2 separate regions of the Sus scrofa genome follow, and region 1 is linked to region 2. Evidence: chromatin contacts called from public Hi-C data. All regions are on one chromosome and are shown on one strand. The core of a region is the stretch at or near the end of the contact, and the rest is flanking DNA. Distances in the headings are between cores, read along the strand shown.

Evidence for each region. Hi-C and Micro-C count contacts between places; a contact is called where the count stands out from the background.
Region 1: a contact with region 2 is called in a Hi-C map of skeletal muscle, with 2.3 times the contacts expected there. The contact joins two enhancer-like sites. A contact is called at or near these places in 4 of 47 Hi-C or Micro-C datasets (embryonic fibroblasts, fibroblasts and skeletal muscle) and 1 of 2 datasets of contacts at active chromatin or transcription factors (skeletal muscle).

What each region holds. Positions count from the first base shown.
Region 1 is chr13:47,906,284-47,908,983 of Sscrofa11.1, forward strand. It overlaps SLC25A26 (S-adenosylmethionine mitochondrial carrier protein), which reads left to right. Exons shown (of 10, transcript XM_003358494.5): 10 at 1,539-2,700. The coding sequence ends at 1,656. Among named protein-coding and RNA genes, the nearest start is that of LRIG1, 120 kb to the right of the region's middle. Within about 2 kb of position 1,313, at least 16 of the 83 cell types and tissues checked have an H3K27ac peak or open chromatin away from gene starts, as enhancers often do. A contact at or near this core is called in skeletal muscle, where this site is marked.
Region 2 is chr13:47,830,175-47,832,874 of Sscrofa11.1, forward strand. The region is part of intron 5 of SLC25A26 (S-adenosylmethionine mitochondrial carrier protein); the gene reads left to right. Among named protein-coding and RNA genes, the nearest start is that of SLC25A26, 88 kb to the left of the region's middle. Within about 2 kb of position 1,422, at least 2 of the 83 cell types and tissues checked have an H3K27ac peak or open chromatin away from gene starts, as enhancers often do. A contact at or near this core is called in skeletal muscle, where this site is marked.

The DNA of each region.
Region 1 (2,700 bases), core at 63-2,562, 76 kb after region 2:
TGTATTTTGGTCTTCTGTAGAATCTTCATGTAGACAAGAAATAGAGGTTCTTTTGTGTAGGACGTTACTTGATGATTTAAGTCCTTAATTAGCTAACTAAAATCTGGGCCCCCTGAAACTATTCTCAGGTCCATTTTCCTCAGAAGCGCAGAGTGCTCCCTGGGGGTGGGGGTCGGGGGGCACATTGGCCTTTCCCAGGAGGTACGCAGAAAGGAAGCATCCAGGCTACAGGGGATTCCTTCCTGGCCTGTTTCTTGGGAAGCCACCCATTCCCTTTAGCTTAGCATGAAGGTCTCCCCAGACCTTCAAGGCTACACAGAATCCTGTTGGCCTAACCCTCATCATTTTCAGTTTTCTTCCCTAGATTCCATCCCTCTTTTCTGTAGTAAATCCACATGTTCTGATTTTTTCATATTTTTCATTTTGTTCTCTGCTTACACAAGTACTCCTCTTGGTAAAACAGTTTCCATTATTACAGAAGTATAGGTAGGGAGGGTGTCCTGTCCTCCCAGCCTCCAGAGAACGTTGACACATCATGGCCATGTTTGTCCAACAAGCAGTCGTATTATATGTACAGCTTTGGGCTTTCTTTCAGAACCTATTTTGTGCACGTTCTGTGTTGGTCCCCAGGAATGACCTTATTCTTAAAGCTGTGTAGTCTCCCATGTATGTATAGCATACCCGAATTTATGTGACCAGAGAGCAGGTTCTTTGCAGTTTTTTTCTCTTACCAGCAATGCCACAATGACCATCTTTGAACAAATACCTGTGCACCACTGTGGGTTTTAAAGTTTGCCTCCCCAGTAACATTGTTCTTTTACTTTGCATTTCTTTGCATATTTCGCAAGTTGTAACTTGTTCTTTTACTTTGCATTTCTTTGCATATTTCGCAAGTTGTAACTTGATGGTGACTGGCCTTGTGTGGTGCATGAGGATCAGCCTGTAATGCGGCGCCCCCTCCCAGCTGGAGCCCATTGCCTTTCCTGTCCTTCAGGGAGGGAGAACCGAGAATCCCTGGAGACTCTATGCCCTTTGTGGCATCACGCCATGGGTCTCTGCCGGAGTGAGTCCCAGGGAGGAGCAGCACAGTTGTCCAGGAATCTCCCCAAAGAGCCGGGGCCCACCTCAGCTTCCTGGGGTGGGCGGAACCCTGCAGCCTTCGCTAGGATTCAGCCTTTTGACTCCTTTATTAAAAAGTTGATTTCATCTTCTCTCAAAGAAATGGTGTGAAAGACTTAACTATTGCGGGGACAGAGTTACTGCATCTCGACTAATTGCTGGACCTAAGTGTAGGTGCTCACAAGTAAGCTGTTTGGTATTTGGCTGATTCAGCCAGCAAACAGCTGGGCTCCAACTTCAGCAAGTGTATTTGGGAATGTAATTCAGTGCCACTCTGAAAGGAAAAACACACATTTTAAGTGCTGTGTGGGGTTTAATGAGCTGGTGTGTGGAGTTGAGCAAGCTGTGGGTGTTGGAATTTAACCTTTTTTATACACACAATTTGAAAAAAATCTTTCCTCCTGCCTTTTCCCCCCTAGATTATTTGCAGGTGTCTTACCCCGAATGGCAGCAATCAGTCTGGGAGGTTTCATCTTTCTTGGTGCTTATGACCGAACTCGCAGCTTTGTCTTGGAACTTGGCCGAGAAAGGCCGTGACTCAGAGACAGCCCCTTCTCTCAAGAATGGGTCCTGCTGTGAGAACCATCTCCCTTCCAGTGAGCAGCTGTTCGGCCATCGGAACAAAACACGGCGCGAAAACCCAGTTCTACTCAGATTTCGACACTGAGAATGCATCTTCCGTGCTACAGGCTGGTGGGAATGACGTCATTAGCCTCTTTGCCAGAGAGAGAAAATGATGTCCACAGCGGTACTTGGAACAATTTTCTCAGAACCCCTTAATAAATAAGTGTGGCAGCGCTGAGTCCAGGCCCTACAGAGCCCTCATTTGATCTGTATCTAATCTTTCGCTTCCTGCCACCTGACGGTGGCTGCAGCCAGAGGCAGAGATGGTTATAATTTTAAAAGAATGGGTAAAGGATGGAGACCTAGGGGGGAAAGTTGGGGATGTGGGTGGGTTTCTCCCCTGGGTTAATTCCAATTGCATAAGCTCACAGCCTAGTGTAAAAAGAATGAACTACAGGTGCACAGTAAGCTGCTGTTCTTAATTACCCTCAGATTTCACTCGTAAAAACACAATAGTGTTATTTCACAGGCAAGTGTGCAGCAAGCAGCCCATGTGGGGTGTGTGTGAGCAAGAAACCAGTCGTGGCGCAGGGACTAGGTGGGCCCAACAGGCGATGGACCCGCTGTCTCCACACCAGACCCACAGCAAGGGCTGGGACTGGCTTTGCCAATAGGGTGGTTTCATCATCCCAAATCAATCAGGTTTGTTGCTTGGAGTTTTAAGCTCAACCCTGATAAATCTAAGAGATGAAATGGGAAGGTCACCCCTTTGGAGCGCAACTAATAAGCTCCAGGTGTTAGAAAAAATTCAGAGAGAAATCTCAGGAATCCAGTGGTGGTGTCCTGTCTTCCCTGGAGCAACTGTATATAATTCTGCTTTGACTAAAATTTTTTTTTCATTTTTGGGAGCGAGCAGTGGGGGAAAAAGGTAATTAAAGGCAGAATGTCTGCTTTTATAAGGGAATCTCTGGAATTAAATGGGATGAAGCAATGCTGGTTAATGTAAGTATAAGAATA
Region 2 (2,700 bases), core at 172-2,671:
TGGTGTAAACAGTTGAACTCCTGGTTAGAACTTGATACTAAGACACCGAGTTTGTGTCTTAAGGATAGAAGGATTTTTAGATTCATTATTTGCTTGACCCTCACCCCACTCTCCCCCCCATGTAAACTTTCACTTAACACTGATATAATCTGTATATGCCAGAGGCTATGGATGCAAGGAATGAAGGCAGAGTCACAGCCAACTTCAAGGAACTTACAGTTTTGAGGTTGGAAATCAAGTGTCTGCATCATTTAAAATAGGTTAGAGATTGTAAAATCAGTGAAGTAGGAAAGTATATCAGATGTACATCTTATTACAGATTTCCTCTGTAGTAGGACCCTCTATATAATTTGAGTCTAAAGTAACTTTTTAAGTACCAAAAATTTTGAACATTGAGGGGTGCCAGAAGCAAGCAAGACCAAATGCAACTGGAAATTCATACTATGGCTCAGCAAATAAATATTATGGACAGAGATATTATTCTGATATATGACTGATATGCCAGTCTGTTTATATTCAATGTGCCTTCAGTAGACAGTTTATTTTTCATAAGATTGGGAGAAGATAAAATCAGAAAATTTCTCGTTGACATAAGACTCTACTTATCTAGCATTCTTGTACCTTTTTGGTTTCTGATTAGTCACCTGTTCCTGTTACTTTGTTTTGCAGATGATTTGACTAAATTTGTTTAAAACTGTTGCCTACACTCCTGTTAAGTAGGTTGTCTTTGTAAGCATATAAATACCATAGACAAAACAGGACCAATATGACATGTCTTTATCATTTCAGGGCTCAGCTAAACTGAAGTCAGAGTACTGACATCAGCAATTCAGTCTTCAGTCAGATTTTGGAACAAATAATTGAGATTAAACTACTTCACCTTTCTTTTGGCAGTGACATTTATATAAAATAAAATTTGCTTTTTAACCATTTTAAGTCTAAAATTCAGTAGCATTAATTACATTCATTGTGTTGTACAATCACCACCGTCTGTTTCAAAAACTTTTTCAATTACCCCAAACATAAACTCTGTAGCCATGAAGCAGTAACTCCCCATTTCACCCACGCCCCAACCCCCAGTAACCTCTCATTTCCTTTCTGTCTCTGTGAGTTCGCCCCTTCTTGACCGTTCATGTAAGTAGATTATAAAACATTTGTCCTTCTGTGTCTGGCTTATTTTACTTAAGTATGGCATTTTCATGGTTTAGCCATATTGTAGTTTGTATCAGAACTTCATTCCTTTTTATGGCTAAATAATATCCCATGTAAGTATGTACCTCATTTTGTTAATCCAGTCATCTGTTGATGGACATTTGTGTTGCTTCCTTCTCTTTGGCTGTTATAAATAATACTACAGTGCCTTAGTCCATTTGGACTGTGTAACAAAATGTCACAGACTGGGTGGCTTACAAACAGCAGAGATTTATTACAGTTCTGACAGCTGGAAATCTGAGATCGGGGTGCCAGTGTGGTCAAGTGAGGGCCCTCTTCTGCCCTGCAGGTTTGTCAGTGTCACTTCACCTGGTGAAAGGAGCTAGGGAGCTCTGTGGAGTCTCTTTTATAAGGGCACACTAATCCCATTTACCAGGACTCCACCCTCATGACCTAATCACCTCCCAGAGGCACCATCTAAAACCATCACAGTGGGCGTTAGGCTGCCAGTGTGTGAACATTGAGGGGACATGAACACTTAGACAGTGGTGTGCAGTGAACGTTAGTATGCAGTTATCTGTTGGAAACTCTGCTTTCCAGTCTTGTGTATACACCTAGGAGTGGAATTCCTGGTTATATAGTAATTCTATGGTAAGCTTTTTGGGGAACCTCAGTACTTTCTTACAGTGGCTCCACTGTTTTACATTACCACCAGAACCATATGAGGGTTCCGATTCCTCTCAATACTTGTTAGTTTCCGGTTTTGATTATAACCATCCTAGTAGGTATGTCGTGGTATAAACCACTTGAATGTTTAAAAGTAAATTGAAGAAAATTGTTTATAAAGCTTTAAACTTTGTTTTAAAATGCTGAGTTCAACAATTTAAAAAAAAATTGTTGCCTTTAAAAATATTTTACATAAGTTATTGTTAGACCCTCTAGTTCTTTTCAATATTAACATTGGCCGTTTTTTATCCCAGTTGTCATGGTCTTTAAAATGTATGTAACTCATCTAAAAAAAAAAAGAAAAAAAGTAAACTAGTGAAATAGAAACAGTTTTTTTGGGAAAAAAAGAAACTTATTATAAATTAATGCCAGCCTGTAATCCAACCTTGGGAAGATAATGGGATTCTCCAAACAGGTTATATATATCGGCTTATACCTGCAGTTCTCAAAGTGTGATCCATGGACCAAGGGCATCAGCATCCCTTGGGAATTAAATTTAGATGCAAATTTTCAGGCCCTCCCTAAGTCAGAAGTGTGAAGGATACGCCTAGAGTCTTTATTTTAGCACAGATAATCTATTCTTTTATTTCATTTTATTTATTTATTTTTTTAGTTCTGCACCCACAGCATATGGAAGTTCCCGGGCTAGGGATTGAGTAAGAGCTCCAACTGCAGCCCATGCCACAGCCACAGCAACACTGAATCTGAACTGCATTTATGTGGCAGCTTGCGGCAACATCAGATCCTTAACCCACTGAGTGAGGCTAGGGATCAAACCCTTATCTTCACAGACACTATGTCAGGTGCTTAACCCAATGAGCC